Linked DNA regions of Rattus norvegicus: region 1 is linked to region 2. Evidence: chromatin contacts called from public Hi-C data. All regions are on one chromosome and are shown on one strand. Each heading gives the region's core, a stretch centred on a gene start, on an enhancer-like site or on the middle of the called end of the contact. The rest is flanking DNA. Distances are from core to core; before and after follow the strand shown.

The links. Hi-C and Micro-C count contacts between places; a contact is called where the count stands out from the background.
Region 1: a contact with region 2 is called in a Hi-C map of Schwann cells, with 8 times the contacts expected there. The contact joins the promoter of Rad52 here to the enhancer-like site in region 2. A contact is called at or near these places in 6 of 12 Hi-C or Micro-C datasets (the A7r5 cell line, the Rat2 cell line, Schwann cells and 3 more) and 1 of 1 datasets of contacts at active chromatin or transcription factors (oligodendrocytes).

What each region holds. Positions count from the first base shown.
Region 1 is chr4:154,776,450-154,780,233 of GRCr8, forward strand. It overlaps Rad52 (RAD52 homolog, DNA repair protein), which reads left to right and starts at 1,871. Exons shown (of 12, transcript NM_001354109.1): 1 at 1,871-2,046.
Region 2 is chr4:154,338,420-154,342,224 of GRCr8, forward strand. It overlaps Fbxl14 (F-box and leucine-rich repeat protein 14), which reads left to right. Exons shown (of 1, transcript NM_001271276.2): 1 at 1-219. It also overlaps a transcript of Wnt5b not described here. Among named protein-coding and RNA genes, the nearest start is that of Fbxl14, 5.5 kb to the left of the region's middle. Within about 2 kb of position 2,307, at least 8 of the 93 cell types and tissues checked have an H3K27ac peak or open chromatin away from gene starts, as enhancers often do.

The DNA.
Region 1 (3,784 bases), core at 621-3,120, 440 kb after region 2:
TTCTCTGTAATGTAGCCCTGACTGTCTTGTAACTCACTGTGTAGACCAGGTTGGTTTTCGCGTGTCTGCCCTCTGAGTGCTGAACGTAAGGTGTGTACCATGTCGTGCTGCACCTTCATTTTTAAAAGGAAGATTCATTTTTATTTATATGTATGCATGTTTTGTGTGTCTGGGTCGATGAGTGCCTTATGTGTACGGTGCCTTCAGAGGCCAGAAGAGAGCACTGGGCCCTCTGGAACTGCAGTTACAGGTAGTTCTGAGTTGCCTAATTTGGGCGTGGGGAACCTGACTCAGGTTCTCTGAAATAGCATGTGCTCTTAAACTGTGGAGCCATCTCTGTAGCCACAAATACTCAGGCTATCCTCCCCTGTCCTTGGGATTGAGCCCACTGCTTCATATATGCTAAGCAAGAGTCCTACTGGTGGGGGCTGGAGAGATGGCTCAGTGGTTAGGAGCACTGACTGCTCTTCCTAGAGGTCCTGAGCTCAAATCGCAGCAACTACACTGTGGCTCAGAACCATCTGTAATGGGTGCCAGCCTCTTCTGGTGTGTCTGAGGACAGTGAGAGTGCACTCACATACCTACAATAAGTAAAATCTTTGAAAAAAATTAAAAAAATAAGAGTCCTGCTACTAAGCTATAATGCCAACCTTCTTTTTATAGGTAAAAAGCCCAGGCTCTCCTTGAGTTTGGGATTCTCCTGTTTCAACTTCCTCAGTCGTTTGGGTTACAGGCCTGTGCCCCCAGGATTGGCAAACTTGGTGGCACAGTTTCAAAAGATGTTTTTCTTTTCTTCGAGACAGGGTTTCTCTGTGTAGCCCTGACCGTCCTGGAACTCACTCTGAAGACCAGGCTGGCCTTGAACTCAAGACAGGCCTGCCTCTGCCTCCTGAGTCCTGGGATTAAAGGCGTGCTTCTGCCTTTTGAGTGCTGGAATTAAAGGCGTGCTTCCCCACTGCCCAGAGAAAGAGTCTTTTCTTTTTTTGTGCAAGTATTGGGCATGTTGAGTGGCCAGCTAATTCCAGAAACTGCTGAGTTCTTCTTGTAGCTGGTGTCGTTGTCCTGTTACCTTGGTCTTGTCGGTATGGACCCTACATTGGGCTAAAGAACTTTCGATTTATTTATTTATTTATTTATTTATTTATTTATTTATTTATTTATTTATTTATTTATTTATTTTGTTATTTATTTTGTTATTTATTTATTTATTTATTTATTTTGTTCTTTTTTTCGGAGCTGGGGACCGAACCCAGGACCTTGCGCTTCCTAGGTAAGCGCTCTACCACTGAGCTAAATCCCCAACCCCTCGATTTATTTATTAACTGCATCTGACTCCGTGTTCCTGGGAAGACTAGTTAAGCCAATCATCCAGGAAAACACAGAAGATCCTAGAGATAGTGGTCATATAATGAATTGGTTAAATTGTAGCAATCCGGAGGCCTGAACCAAAAAGTTCTCAGTGTATAAACTACACATTGGGGATATAGATCTGCTGTAAAGCAGAAAACACCATAAACTGGGATCGGTCTGGTTGAATTTCTGCGGAAATCCCTCTGGCTGCCAGGGTCTCAGAGTTTAAAAGTGCTTGGAGGAGAGGTTGGCTCCAGGAGTCACCCAGCCCGGTCACACCAGGCACCCTCGCAGGGCGCCTAGAGAAACCAGATAGAAGGCGAAGAGTCAGCCTCGGGAGAGCTTGGAAGAAGCCGCACCCTTGAAGAGAGAGCAATGACCACCGAAGCTGTGGTGGTATCGCGGCTCCAACACGACCCTGGCTGTAGGATGGCTGATTGCTGCAGACCGCAACTTAATAGCGAGCGAATCAGGATGCCAAATCCTCCGCGGCCTCCAGCTCGCCACGAGATTTGCGACAGTCGGCTTTGCTGCTCTCGTCGACTTCGGACTTGACTTACGGCTCCTCTTCTGTTATTCTTTGGGCTCAGACCTTCTTCCCAGCGTTCCCTGAGCTTGCGCCTCGATCTCTTCTGCGAGGCCCTCTCCAGCCTCCCAGCACCCAGGACCGAGCTCCTGCGTGCACCGCGTTCCGAGGCACGTGAGTGCAGGCGGCCCTCGCTGGGGTGGTTCCAGCGGGGTCGCAGAGCGTGGGACCCTTTGGATTCGGGCGGCTGCTGGGCACGCCCTGCACGGGGGCGTCTCATTTAGGGAGACCTAGTCCGGAAGTCCCCTGGGCTCCGCTGATTCTGGACGGAGGCGCCGGGTCTGCGGTGCTGACCGCGAGCTAGGGAGGGCAGCCCGGGCTGTAGTAGCGGTTCTCTGCACAAGGTGACACGCGCGCCGACTGTTAACAGTCTGTGACTGGGTGAAGTCGGATGGAGTGGGTTGGGTTGAGAAGAAACGGTGGACTTGACCTTCGGAGTAGCCTTTCCGGACTTTGAAAACTGAGGCGTGCATTAGTACGTTTAAATTCACTCCTTAGAGGTGTGCAGTTCTCTGGTTACTCATATGCTTGGGGGTTGTGCAACCCTTAGCATCATCGAATTCCACAACATTTTCATCACTCCTAAATAAATCCTGAAGCTCCAGTGAGCTCTCCATTCCACCACTTTCCCCCTCGTCCCAGGACCCCTTCTACTCTGTCAGTGAACTTGCCTGTTTCGCTTGTGTGAAATAATACAGTTCGTTCTCGTTCTCTCTCTCTCTCTCTCTCTCTCTCTCTCTCTCTCTCTCTCTCTCTCTCTCTCTGTGTGTGTGTGTGTGTGTGTGTAGGATCTGTTTCCGCAGAATAAAGTTCTGTCGTGTGTATGGTTTCAACTATCCATCAGATGACTAAGTTGTTGGCCATCTAGGCTGATTCCACTACATCCATGACATCTCGTATTGCTGCTTTAATAAGAGCTAGACAGGGGCCGGAGAGATGGCTCAGTGGTGAAGAGCACTGACTGCTCTTCCAGAGGTCCTGAGTTCAAATCCCAGCAACCACATGGTGGCTCACAACCATCTGTAATGAGATCTGATGCCCTCTTCTGGTGTGTGTGAAGACAGCTACAGTGTATTCACATATAATAAATAAATAAGTCTTTAAAAAAAATAAGAGCTGGACAATGATAGCACCAATTGACATGCCCACTTGGAAGGGGGGCAGGATCTTGAAGGGCCAACCCCTAGATGTAGAGCTACAGACAATGACTGTTGAGACAGGGAGAATAGATACTAGAGATGAACCCCCTAACGGATAACCCAGTACCAAGTGATCAGCCCTAAAATCATGCATGTACATGCTACATTAAACAGACTTAGGGTTATATTTATATATTCACATATGTATGTCTGTGTTGTCTGTGTAAAACAAACACAAAAAGGCCATGATGTTGAGAGGGGGATATGAGGGATTGGATATGATGAGTATAATGTAATTATATTTCATTTAAAAAAAACATCAAGGCTAGAAAGATGACTCAGTGGATAAGAGGACTGGCTGCTCTTCCCAAGGACCTGGGTTCAGTTCCCAGCATTCAACATGATAGCTTACAGCTATCTATAACTCTAGTTATAAGGAATACGTGGAGGCACCAGGCACACATGGGGTGCCCAGATAAGCATGCGGGCAAAACACCCATATAATACAAACATTGAATGTTTTTTTTTTAAGATTCAAAATTTCTAATCTTTAAAAAACACAGGGGCTGAAGAAATGGCTTAGTGGTTAAGAGCAATGGCTGTTCTTTCAGAGGACCTGGGTTTAATTCCCAGCGCCCACGTGTCTATAACTTCAATTGCAGAGGTCCAGCACCATCATATAGACATAATATGCTGACAAACTACCAAT
Region 2 (3,805 bases), core at 1,057-3,556:
ATTGGTGGGGGTCTAGGCTGAATTCAGGGCAGACAGGGGAATACTAACAATTTTAGCACAGTTCTCCTGAGTAGACAGGCAGTAGTGTGACTTCTGTAGGCTGAGGGATGGAGACTGCGCTCACCCTGGGAGTGAGCCACAGCCCTGACTTCACATAGGTGGGCTTTGTTTCTGAGATCAACCCATTAAGATGGCTGGTTCCTAGATCATCCCATCATTCCAGGCAGACAGCTAGAACCAAGGTTGCTGTGGGAATGAGGGCCTTATAAAGTGTTCAAGCTCTAAACTTGGACATAACACAAAAGCTGCGTTGTTCCTTTCTCCAGTCACCAAGAGTCTGACGCTAGATCTGTCTTCCCCTTCTTTAGGGACAACACAGGTTACTGTTCCTTAATTCCCTAAAGACAGCACAGCAGCAGCAAAAAGTAGGAACCCTAGAGAGAAGTGGTCTGAATTAGGCCTGCTTCCTAGGAATCTGGCCCAACTCCCGGGGTTCCACCATGGTCTGGTCTGAAAGTTAAACCACGCTAACATTCTCTATCTAACCCCATGGAAATAATCCCTTGACCAATACTTGGAACAGTAAGTTTAAGGGGCTGGAGAGGTGGCTCAGGAGTAAAGCACATACTGTGCTTGCAGAGGACTGAAGTTCAGTTCCCAGCATCCCCTTCGGCAGCTCCTGTAACTCCATCTCCACTGGGATCTGATTACTGCGCACCTGTAGTCATGTCCACAGGCACCACACATAAGTTTCAAATAATAAAAGTAAATGTTTAAAGGTTGGTAAGTTAGCATTTGAGAGGTCAGATCATGGGTCTTGGCGTCCACTACCTGAACTAGGCAAGCATACAGAACTTCTCGGGACGGAGATAAACATTTTACAACTGGTAATGGAGACCAAGCACCTACATCTCTCCCTTGAATGGAAAACAAAAAAAAAAACAAACAAACAAACAAAAAAACGTTGGGCTTTGCGTGGTACTTTTTAACTTTTTAACCCTTCAAGCCATCTCCCTGTTTTTCCGGTGGGGCACAAACTGCCTTATATCGCCTAACCAGGGAGGGAGCCACAATCTGAACTAAGCCCCTTCTCTGGAAGATCAGTTGCTGACTCTACCTTGGTTTCCTGTGATGTGACCCTCAAGTGAGTGGGAGCTGGGTGTAGCTACTGCTTCAAAGAGAGTAAGGGTAAGCTCGGTACCGGAAGGGTGGAGAGAGGCTTTGAGGGCTGGAAGGATATCTCAGGGTTTGCTGAGACTCAAGAAAAGCAGAGGCTGTACAGAAGCTCATGCCTGTGACCCCAACCGAGCAGAATTGCTTAAGGTAAACTAGCTGCACAGCGGGACCATCGCAGGAGAGCGGGGGGAAAAAAGCCACTGGGGTAGATGGGGAGGGGAATTCACCACAAACCTTACAGTCCAACAATCATCTGCCACAGAAACTGGAAAAGGACTCCTGGCTTCTTCAGGGGTCACCGACAGTAGCCTCTTCCTTTAATACAACTGTAAGTGGGGTTCAGGCAACTTCTGCAGCGTCCGAGGGCCACAGTGACCTCTGGCTACAAGCCAGGGTGTGGTGTAAACTTCTCCCCCTGCTGAGCCCCCTCAGGCATTACAGGCAGAGGAGGGGAAGCCCAGCAGCGAGAATACCTGCCCACCTCACATCTACTAAAACTATAAGTTGGTGCCAGGACCATTAAAGAGAAAACAAACGGATTAAAAAAAAAAGAATTCAAATCTATAATAAATATCTTTTAAAAGTACATGTTTCTTTTATTGTAGTTTTCTTCCAAGGATGTAGGAGCTAGGGGTGCATACCCCAGCATCACATAAACTGGGTGTGTGGTGTAGCCCTCTAATCCCGGTACTCAGAGCAACAAAAGTTCAAGGCAGTTCTTGGCTACTTATTGAGTTGGAAGCCAACCTGGGTGGGCTGATGAGAACCTACCCTACAACCCCATAAAAAAGAAGGGCAGATGATCTGTCTTCCAAACCCCGAGGTTTCCCTGGAAGGGCGTCGGTCTCTGTGTTTTAAGGCAGAGTCTCACAATGTAGCCCTGGCTAGCCTAGAACTCAAAATGTCCAGGCTGGCACTGAACTTGAACAGCTACCCTCCTGCTTTGGCCTCCCTAGTCCTGAGGTTACAGGCATTTGTAAACCACCAAACCTAGCTCTAAACCAAGGTTTTCAAAGGCACAGGAGAGAGTTGTAGCCCTTCAGGACCACTGAGTTTTCAGGGAACAAGGGCCTTTTCAGTAAGAGATACGATCTGTGGAACAAAGCCAAGGCCTCACGCAGCTGGCAGCTGCCTCCCGGTTCTGAAAGGAAGAGGCCCAGGCTTCTGGTTCTGCTCTGCCAGAGTAGGGAGGAGCTAGAGAAGGCATGGGATCCCCTCTCCTCCTCCATCAAACATCACCCCTTTAGAAAGCTAATTCTGTCCCTTTGATAGAAGGAAAGACATTTTATGCCATTACGAACCCTGGAGGGAGGTGTGAGGCCCTTGAAATGAGGAAAGGCACAGGGTTGGGAGCCAGCTAGTTCAGCCCTAAGCTCACACTTGGGCCACACAGCCCATTTCTGCCAATGCACTTGTTCCAACACTGAGTGCTAGGTTAGTGCTTTTTAAAGCAAACCTCACAAAGTAGGTAAGAAATGGGATTTAAATTGGTGTCGACTGTTTGTATGTAACGTACATCTGGTGAGAGGAGACTGCACAGCCACCTCAGGCTGTTCTCGCTCTTGGGTGCAAACATGTTTCCCGGTCACTGCAAACGTGTTGGAAGTGCTTGCAGATGATCAGTTTTAGTCTCTTCCTCTTTCCCAGGGATCACTTTGATCTTGCCTGGTGGGACTGCCTTTAGCCTTCAGCCAGCCAGCATATACCCTGTCCTCCATCGAGGTGACATTTATTACTGCCACAGTAATTCTGCCTTTAAGAAGCCACTCACCCTAGTGCCAACAAGACTGCAATTTCCAGTATCTCGGCCGCTGTGAGTTAGCCACAGAGAGTGTACTCCCTTTCCCTAAGCAAGGAAAGAAAGTTTTGCTTTTTGTTCTCTGAGCCAGGGTCTCACTCTAATGCAAACTGACTTGGAATTCACCATGTGGCCCAGGCTGACCTCAGGCCTTGCTGGGATTATAACATGAACCACCATTCCCTGGTATAAGTTCTTATTATCTCATTACTCTTCTACCTTTTAATTGTCTAAGGACCAAGTACCACATGCCCTTACACAGTGACGGGGTTAGGGGTGGCAGACAGAGTACATGCCTAGCATGCTTGAGGTCCTGGGTTCCATTTCCAGCGCTGAATGAGAAAACAACTTATCATGTATCTGTGACACTGGAAAACAGTGCATCTCAGTTACAAAAGAGGGAGCTGGTCTGTGTCGGCGGCAAGAGGCCGCAGCTCAGTGCGATATATCAAGAAAAGTACTGGTGTGGCGTACTGGAGAGAGCTGGGTCGACAGCCGGCTGATACTGCACACTGGATTTTATACTTGGAGAGTCAATAAGATGGCATGCAGGTGACATGAGAATTCTGCCTCAGTGTGGAAGCTGATACAGACTTTAATATACACTAAGATATGGCCCACGTGCAGCTACTTCTGGGACCATGAATTACTCCAGTGCCCTCTGAAAGGTCCTGCACTGGGCTCTGGAACCGTGGCTGCTGCTTCTATTCAGTAGTGAAGGCTTGACCTCACTGGTGTTTCCTTATGCCTCCCCATGGTCCACAAAGAGTCAGAGCCCTCATTTGTTACATCCAGGGCCTCCACAAAGACGGGGTCTCACGCAGCCCAGCC